Regions from separate parts of the Sus scrofa genome. Here region 2 is linked to region 1. Evidence: chromatin contacts called from public HiChIP or PLAC-seq data. All regions are on one chromosome and are shown on one strand. The core of a region is the stretch at or near the end of the contact, and the rest is flanking DNA. Distances in the headings are between cores, read along the strand shown.

Region 1 (4,647 bases), core at 1,089-3,588:
GACGCCAAACAGTTTTCCCGAGGGGGCGACTCCGTTTTCAGTTGCCGTGTAACAAACACTCCAATCCCGCTGACTCAAAACAACAGTTCTGTTCTTCCTCACACGTTTGTGAGTTGGGTGCCTTGTTCCGCTGGACTCGCCAGGCTTCTCTCCTGGGGCCGCACTGTCCGGGTGACCAGCTGGACGTGGAGGACGTAAGATGGACACGTCCACACGTGTCGGGTCTTGGTGGGGACGCCTGGAAGCCTGGGGCCAATCTCCTTACATGCGGTTTTCATCCCTCGGTGGTCCAGCCTAATCCCTGTAGGGGCTGGGCTCCGGAAGCCAAGCCCCGTGCAGGAGGACGTCTCATCCCTGTGCCCTGTCTGCTGACGTATCCTCGTCGAGTCACATGGCCAACCCTGCACTTAATGTGGACGGGACTAGACAAGGGCATGAGCGCCCGGAGGCACCTCCTGATGCCGTCAATACCAGTAACAAACCCAGGCCAGTGCGTGTGCTCAGTGTCCTCGGGGTGTGGTCTGAGAAGCCCAGCGGCTCCACAGCCTGCCTCACAGTCGCAGTTATCAGTGCGTTGCTCACTTAAGCCGCTGTGGTGGGTGTGCACTGCAGTGTCTTCATGATGTGACGTCGTCTTTCTCTCGTCACTCATGATATTAGGCCCTGTTCTAACGTTTGTCATCACTTGGGCATCTTCTTAATGTATGAAGTGCGTGGGCATCACGTCCATTTTTCCATTGAGTATCTGTTTTTGTAGAAATTACCTATATAGTCTGTGAAAGGGTCATTTATAATTACATACGTCTTCTCATAGTCTTCATTGCCTCTTTTCTTGATGATGGTGTATTTTGACAATATATCAATTTAATATTGTCATATTTGTTCATCTTTTCTATATAGGTAGCGTATTTTGTCTCCTAGAATACTTTCCCCACTCTCTAATATGTCACAGTATTTTTCCATATTATTTTCAAGAGACTTTACGGTTTCGCCTTTTACATATAGTTCTGCAATCCTCCTTGTGTTGCTTTTTGTGAATGGCATGTGGTTGTAGTCCTTTCCTTGCTTTTCCTTATGCATAAAATTGGACCCAGGACCATTTATTTCCGAAGTCATCGTTTCTGCCTGTAACGGTGTTCAGTGATCCCTGGCCAGCCTTCCTACTCCTGCTTGGCACATACTGCCAGTATTTAACTCTAAGTCAGGATAATATTTTAAATGGGCCTCCACCATCGCTTTAGCATTAGAATTTCTTCAGCCCACACTCACCCTTCTCATTCCGCTGATTCTAATCTCCCTTTTAGTGTAACTCTCTTTTCAACTAAAGAGCAGGTTCCATTTTAGGAAAAGATTTGTTTTATTCAGACCTATGTTATATTGATATTTATTTGTGTATATATCCATATGGAAACTTAGAGGCTAGGGGTAGAATTAAAAAAAAAAGAAGAAATTTCATGGCCTTTTATTGTGTTCTAATCGGTATCCACAGAATACCTCACTCAACATTTGCGGCCTATATGATCTTCTAGAATACACAAAGAACACTTAGGAAGACATGTTTCTTACCTTCTGACTCTTTTTTCCTCACTAAACAATGGGGATAATAATTACCCATACCCGAAACCATAATTATGAGTCTTAAACTACATATGTATACTCTGGCCTAGAAAGCCACTGATAAATGAGAAACATTGTTATTATTGTTCAGTCAGCAAACATAGAGGTATTAAGTGAGGTGGTGGATAGCATGGGTTCTGGAAGAAGAGTTTTGGGGTTCAAACCTTACTCAGTACCTTGTGATTTTAACAAGTTGTGAAATCACTCTGCAATGTTGTGACAGACACACCTGTAATAAGACCAGGAGGGGACAATCTAGGTGAAGAACTTGTCACTCAGTCTGAAACAAGTGGGCCAAGAAGTGGCAGCTCTCCTCACTGTGATTTATTATTTCTTAAGCACTAAGTGCCCGTCCCGGGCTTAGGTGCTGAGAATTCCCACGTGTGTGAGCCATGGTCACTCCCCCGAGAACTCACATTCCTCACTTACTAAAACGAGTAAGTAACCAGCTGCCCTGCGAATGACTCCAACACGCTAGGCAATCGGACCCAGAAAAAAGTAAGTGTTCCTCGTCCCCATGCTTTTCAGACTGGCCCCACTCATGACATAAATAGGCTTATTTTAATTGATCCAGTGGACTTTCATTTTTACTGCAAGCAGTCTCAAAGATATCTTCCAATAGTACAGTTTAAAGATCCCAGTTGAGAAATGACTCCAGACATGCCCATTAACGTAGCTCCTGGTGGCTCCTTTGTGAGTAATTGCCGTGGACTCTGCTTTCAGTTTCATTTTGTGTCTATTTCTTTGCAGCTGTTGCCTGCTGGGTTTGATTTCCCATCATCAGGTTTCTGAAAAAAATCTGCATGCTTCCAGGACTCCAATGGAATAAAGTAAAGCCTAAACTGCCAGGGAGAGAGAAACGAGAAACCAGGGCAGCTCAGCTCAGAAGAAAAGGAAGAGGTTAAACACTATAACTTTCACATTGAAGTAGCTGTCTTTTTTTTTTTCTCACCCTGAAGGATCTCTGCTCCAGGTAAGATTAAGGCTGGGTGGGAAGAGGTTTACAAAATGCAGTAAATATTCTCTAAAATGAGCATCCCAAGACAGGCTGCAGCTGAGCCTGATCTGGCACAGGACTCTAGATGACATGCTAACGTAATCAGGCAGCAGAAGGTCTTGGAAGTGCCCGCTGCTGCAGCTCTGTGCCAGATAACGTTCCAGGAGAGGCAGAGTCTAAACCAAGAGCTTGGATTGTTGTAAGATTCTCTCTTTCTTGACACTTTTAAATATACATTTACCTTTGGTAAAAGGCACTTAATGAAGGTCAGACTCCGTTTCTTTATTGCAAACTGTTCTGATGCTAGGAAGTAGAACTCGGGGACTGTGAGAAGAGCTAACAACTTGTATTTTAGGAGCTTATAACATCCTTGTGTAGCCATTTTTTTCTGAGTCAGTCACTGATGGATTCCCACTTTATAAAAGCGTTATTTCTCATGTTATAAAATCAGACAGACCATCTGCTTTACCAACCGTCCCTGTGAGCCATTGTTTTAAAAGGCGATGGGTCCGGATCATAGAAATGAAAACCATTTGGCGGGGGTGGGGGTGGGAGTGATCATCCACTGAAGAAAGGGAAGCCAGTTAGGAGGCAAGATGCGCATCATAGTAGGTCTAAGCCCTCAGCCAGGGCAAATCGGAAGTCGTCAATGATAGTAGAAGAAAGCCTTGGTTTCTTTAGGATAAGAACAAAAACTGGCAGGCTGCAGTCTGCATTTGTTGGTATCTCAAAAAGCTAACAAATGTTTATCATGAACAGTTCAGGTTACAGAGATTGAGACATCGAAGTTCAAAAGATAACATTAAGGCATCACCAAGATTCTTTTTGCTTTTTTTTTTTTTTTTTTTTTTTTTTTTTTTTTAAGGGCCACACCTGTGGCATATGGAGGTTCCCAGGCTAGGAGTCTAACCCAAGCTGTAGCTACCGGTCTACACCACAGCCACAGCAAGGCCAGATCCTTAATCCACTGAGCAAGGCCAGGGATCGAACCAGCAACCTCATGGTTCCTAGTCAAATTTGTTTCTGCTGTGCCACGACGGGAACTCCACCTCTTTTTAACTTTACAAAATTATCAAAATCTTCAAATCATCAAGTTCTGGTTAAAGAGATCATGCCTAAAATCGTGTGAATAAATACTCTATACGGAGCAGAGTTCAGAGAGAAAAGAAGCTTTGATTATTTAAAATAATGTTTCATAATAGTGGCTTCATTACTTGAGATAATTAAAAGCAACATGTGAGGTGATATATGTAGAGATAATGAAGAATCAGTCTTAGAACAAGGAGGTCCCAATCTGGTGATATAATTGAGTCGAAAATATACAGAGTGTTAACCGAAATTTCAGAAACTGCGACCTGATTGAAATAAAGAGATCTTTGAGATCTGTTAGGACTGTGGCCTGGGAGACACAGATTCAAGGAGCACCTAGGTTGTGTTCATGACAAAATTGAAGAAGTCTGTATAGGTCAAAACCGTGAGACCACAGCTAGTTGCAGAGCTTGTTTGTTAAGAATTATAAATGAAGTAGGCAAAAAGCCGGGGCCCTTGTTAAGCAACAGAATTGGTTGGAAGACGAAGGAACGGTGGGTGATGGAGGAGGATCTCAGAAGGATGATGACCAAAGGCAAGGAAGGATCCCGAAGTGCACTGTGGATCAGAAAAGAGCCTCCTGGGAAGACCGGTGACGGGGGAAAGCCATGTATAGACTGGTTGGCTACACTCCCGTTTCCGTCAGTGTTCTGTGTTGACCTAAGATGTTAACATCAGAGGAAGCCGGGAGGTGGTAGGAGGAAGCCCTCCAACACCCGTGCGACTTGTGTAAGGCCCAGCTCCTTCACAATAGAGTCATTTTGAAAGAGAACCAGTGGACTGCCCTAAAGGGCAGATTTAAAGAGGCCATGGGACACTTTCGCATTTTATTTTATTTTTTATTACAGTTGATCTACATTGTTCTGTCCCTTCCTGCAGAGGGACCCGGCCAGACTCCCACACCCATTCCCTTTCTCACATTATCCTCCCTCGTGCTCCGTCAC
Region 2 (4,647 bases), core at 894-3,393, 43 kb before region 1:
TCGAATCAGAGCTGTAGCCGCCAGCCTACGCCAGAGCCACAGCAACGCGAGATCCGAGCCACGTCTGCAACCTACACCACAGCTCACGGCAACGCCGGATCGTTAACCCACTGAGCAAGGGCAGGGATCGAACCCGCAACCTCATGGTTCCTAGTCGGATTCGTTAACCACTGCGCCACGACGGGAACTCCTATTTTTGTTTCATAGATATGTTGATTTGTGCTGCATTTTTTTAGATTCCACATATAAGAGATGTTATTCTTCTTTCTCTGATACTTTGCTTAGTATGATAATCTCTAGATCCATGTATGAAATAGACTTTTTGAGAAGCACTTAAAAAAATTTTTTTTTTCTTTGCTTTTTAGGGCCGCACCTGCAGCACATGGAGATTCCCAGGCTAGGGGTCCAATCGGAGGTACAGGTGCCAGCCCTACACCACAGCCACAGCCACGCCAAATCCGAGCTGCATCTTTGACCTACACCACAGCTCACGGCAATGCCAGATCCTCAACCCACTGAGCAAGGCCAGGTTTCGAACCTGCGTCCTCATGGATCCTAGCTGGGTTTGTTAACCGCTGCACCACGATGGGAACTCTGAGGAGTGCTTTTCTAAAGCAATGAACATTCCATGTGCATACTGACCAGTAAGCTCAATGAATAAATAAACTGGGATGGCACAGAACAGAAAAGGTGGAGGAAATCGAAAAGTATGTGGCTTTTAATTCTAAACAATATTTTCATTGTGTTTCTCATTTACCCTTAAAAACAATATTCTGTGAAGGAAATCATGAATCATGGTGATCTAATAAAACTGATTATGGCATATAGTATATCTAGGATTAACTCCGCAGTCATATACCCATGATCAAGAGAAAACTGTGCTATTATCTCTGGAGGAGATGGTTTAAAATGAAGATACAGAAGATATGTATGGCATAGCTGGGGGTGACCTGAGGCTGAGAAGGCTGATGAATTGTTGGAGGATCCAGGGCGAAAGGTGAGTAAAGCCGTCAAAAGAACTGTGAGACGTTTGAAGCTGTAGACTTCAATCCAAATGATCAGTGGATAATGACTTTGCATGTGGGAAGGAGAGGCAGAAGGAATCAGTTGATAATGTCACAAAGTCCAGGATGTTCAGGTTAACTGCAAGCTCAAGGAAGATTAAGGTGCGGTGACAGTGAAAAGAGGTAGTGCTAATTAATGCACAAACCTGGTTAAGAGTTACCACAAACAGCTTTATTTCTGCTTCATGCTCTGGACTTTAGTCCACTTCTACAGCCATGTCATCGGAGCAAGAGTGGGGAAAATCAGGTAGGTTTAGCTGGCACAAGACAAGTTAGGACACGTGCTTTTGCAAGTTTCTGAAAAGCTGTTTTGTGAAAAGGGAGTCCGGGTAACTTATTACAAATTTCGTAGAAGGCAGCAACAGGTCTGACTGGTGTTTAAGTTGCAGCAGCTGGGTCTCAGGCCCAGGGGAGCTAGGACTTTGTACAGGGGGCTGTGGAAGGAGCAGCTGCCAAGTTCCTCCCTCAGGTAGCAAAGAAGGAGCCTGCAAGACGGAAAAATTGGGTGGCAGGCGCCAAAAGCAACAAATTGGACAGCTTTCCGCTCTGATTGAGAAACTATGGGCTCCCCTAAGAGTCGTTTCTGCGGCAAGTTGACAGCTGTTTTCCTTCGCATGAAGAATCCCCACTGCTGCCAACTGGAGTGGGCGTCAGCTTCCCTCACCGTCCACGAAGTGCCCCAACTGCCAAATCCAGCGCGAAAGGGGCGGACGAGGAGGGGCCCAGGGTCCCACCCGCAGGCCAAGCACCTCGGCGCCTCCTCCGCAGCAAACTCCTCCAGGCCCGCGTGGGCCGTATGCACCGGCCGCGCGCCCCGGAGCCGGACACGAGTCCAATCCTGAGCCGAGTCCAGCCCGGCTCTTCCTCCCACCCCGCAGGCGCGGCCCCCGCGCGCACCCAGCGGCCCCCTCCCTCCCGCCTCCTCTCGCGGCCCCGCTCGCGGAGCCCAGGCGGCCACGGCCTCCCCGCACCCGTACCTTACCGACGCGCCACTCACATCCCTTCCGCGAACACCTCGCTTTCCGTGGCCCAAGTCCCGCGAGAACTGGAGAGTGCGTCGGGGCGCTCCGACGTGGGGCGGGGCCTGGCCGGGAGTCAGAGCGCGGATTGGCTGAGGGTCAGCCGGGTAGTGGGCGGGGCACCGTCGGACGGGGAAGCGACCCGGAGGAGAGGAAGAGGGAAGGGAGATGTGGCCGGGGATGGGCTGCGGGCTCGGCCCCTCCGGACCGACAGGATGGGGATGGAGGCCAGACGAGTGTGGGGCAGGATCCGGGCTGCGGGACGTGGCTCCTCCGGGTAAGGGGGGCGGGGCGGGGTCTTGAATGTGGTCCGAGATGGGGTGCGACGCTGAGGTCCGGAGCCCTAATTGGAGGTGTGTGATGGGTTGGGTTGGCCCAGTGATAGGACGCGGGCAGATTTGGAAGGAAAAGCCGGTTGTCGGGTCCCAGGGCTTAGGCGAGGGGAGGGTTGTATTTATCGAGATGTTAGCCGGTGCAGAGAGGGCAAGGCTAAGGAGAGTGTGCAGAAGGGCGCGTGGGTGTATTTATCTCCTGGGGTGGGGGTGAGAAAAAAAGCAGAGAGGAATTTACGTTCCTGAACAGTAAAAGCGGGTGTGATCAGAGGACAGAATGAAGGGGCCGTGGAACTGAGGAGGAAAATCAATGACAGTTTAAAAGGGAAGGAAAATCGGCCAAGAGAAACAGGAACACCACGAATTACTCGTTTTTGAAGGCGGTGTTAGCAAAAGGAGAGCCTTGTATTAAGCATCGAGCTTCATGCTTCAATTTTCTTCCTTTCCAATTTTAAGAAGATGGGAGGATAGAAGGAGTGGGAGGGGAGGTAGCATTGTTATTCACGTCCGGAGGAAAGGAGAGAGATAACTTTTGGTTGAACTAGGTTCGCCGAGTTTCAGAGGCGGATGGAAAATTGGCTGTGTGCAGTTGGGAATCTCACCCCTAGATCGTGAGCTACTGTCAGGGCATTCGTTTGTCAATACTCTTCAACCAAAAGGCCACCAGGAGCACAACTGCAGTCCAAAAGCTGGTTTTATAACTTTACAAAGAGGGAGAAAACACACCTTGGGAACCTTGGGTCGTTTGAATAATAGAGTGTTAGAAGAGATCCCTATTCAGGGATCCCTATTAATGGATCTTGTCTGTTATGCCCCTTCCTCGTAGTCAGAGACTGACTGATGCTGATGTCCTTTTAGATTGCGGTACTTTCCTGGAGGAGCTCCGCCATCCGTGCCTCCCAACAGTGAAGTCTTAATGGTAAGTGTTTGCTCAATTTCTGATGCCAGGTACGGTGTTTCTTTTTCTCACGTGTAACATGCATGAATTGAGAACAGAGGTGCACAGGCTTCTGGGGGAAATGGGCAGAGAGAGCGTGTGTCTCCAACCTTTAAGAGGAAGAAAAGGCCAGAGACAAGCAAATGTGTATGATGGTTTGAAATGGTGTTGAGTGCTGTGGACGAAGCCGTGAGGATGGGAGACTGCGGGTCGTTTAATTAGGAGAGTCAGAAAAGGCTTCTTTTGAGGAGGGAACAGTGGAACCCAGAACTGAATGATGAAGAGACGACTTTGCCAAAAATGATTCTGGACAGAAAAATGGCAGTTGAAAAAGCCTTGGTATGGGAGCAAACTGGGCATGCAAGGACGAAGAGGGAGACCCCTGTGTCTAAAGCACAGTCATCCAGGGCTACGCGCTTCCAGATTGGGGTGGGGGGGAAGACAGGACCAGATCATGCAGAGCCCTGAAGGCCCCAGAACTTTGATTTTATTCTGAAGCAGCCACCAGAAAATCTTCATCACATTTTAGGAAGGACACTATCGTTTCTTCGGAGAAGAGACTTGGAGGGAGGTGCGGGTAGAAGCGGGAGCATCTGTTGGGGCGTAAGAAGGAGCAGTGAGGCTCTCCGGCCTGGGGTGGGCCTGGGGTGGGCAGGGGAGGGAACAGGGCTGGGGTGGTGCGCTTCCTCACCCTCCACCATCACCTCTGGTTTCTCTGAGTCAGACCCTTTCTGTTTAAGCTCCTCGGAGCATCAGCTGCCAATCAGTCTCTTGCTGAGGCAGAGGAGGAACAAGAGCTGCTGTGTGGAAACTTAGGGTGGGGAGCTGGTGATCTAGTTGTTTAAAAGGCCTTCAGGAGTTCCCTGGTGGCTCAGCAGATTAAGGATCCAGCGTTGTCACTGCTGTGACTAGGGTTGTAGCTGTGACATGGGTTTGATCCCTGGCTTGGGAACTTCAGAGGGCGGAGCCTTAAAAAAAGCCTTTAAAAGACCCTGTTTTTTTTTTTTTTTGGTTTTTTGTTTTTTGTTTTCATTTTTATTTCCGAACCTTTGGAGAGTTTTGTGGGGATGGAACTAGTTACTTTTTGGCTTTTTTTGTGACTGGTCTGGGACTCAGCTTATTTGAATCTGGTGTCTGTTTCTCCCTGCCTGTTTGCTTTCTAACATCTATAATCTTATTTTCATTGTCTTTCCCTTTATTTTTTTTCTCATGGTGTTATGACTTAAAAGACTCTCCCCACTGTTATTTCAGTAGTAGTGTTTAAGGAGAGAAAGAAAGAAATAGCTTTGATTTGC

Evidence for each region. HiChIP or PLAC-seq counts read pairs in DNA pulled down with a chosen protein or histone mark.
Region 2: a contact with region 1 is called in an H3K27ac HiChIP or PLAC-seq map of alveolar macrophages. The contact joins the promoter of KYAT3 here to the promoter of GBP2 in region 1. A contact is called at or near these places in 2 of 47 Hi-C or Micro-C datasets (blood and heart right ventricle) and 2 of 2 datasets of contacts at active chromatin or transcription factors (alveolar macrophages and skeletal muscle).

What each region holds. Positions count from the first base shown.
Region 1 is chr4:127,406,420-127,411,066 of Sscrofa11.1, reverse strand. It overlaps GBP2 (guanylate binding protein 2, interferon-inducible), which reads left to right and starts at 2,338. Exons shown (of 12, transcript NM_001128474.1): 1 at 2,338-2,590.
Region 2 is chr4:127,448,971-127,453,617 of Sscrofa11.1, reverse strand. KYAT3 (kynurenine--oxoglutarate transaminase 3) reads right to left here and starts at 2,143. Exons shown (of 14, transcript XM_001929384.5): 1 at 2,062-2,143.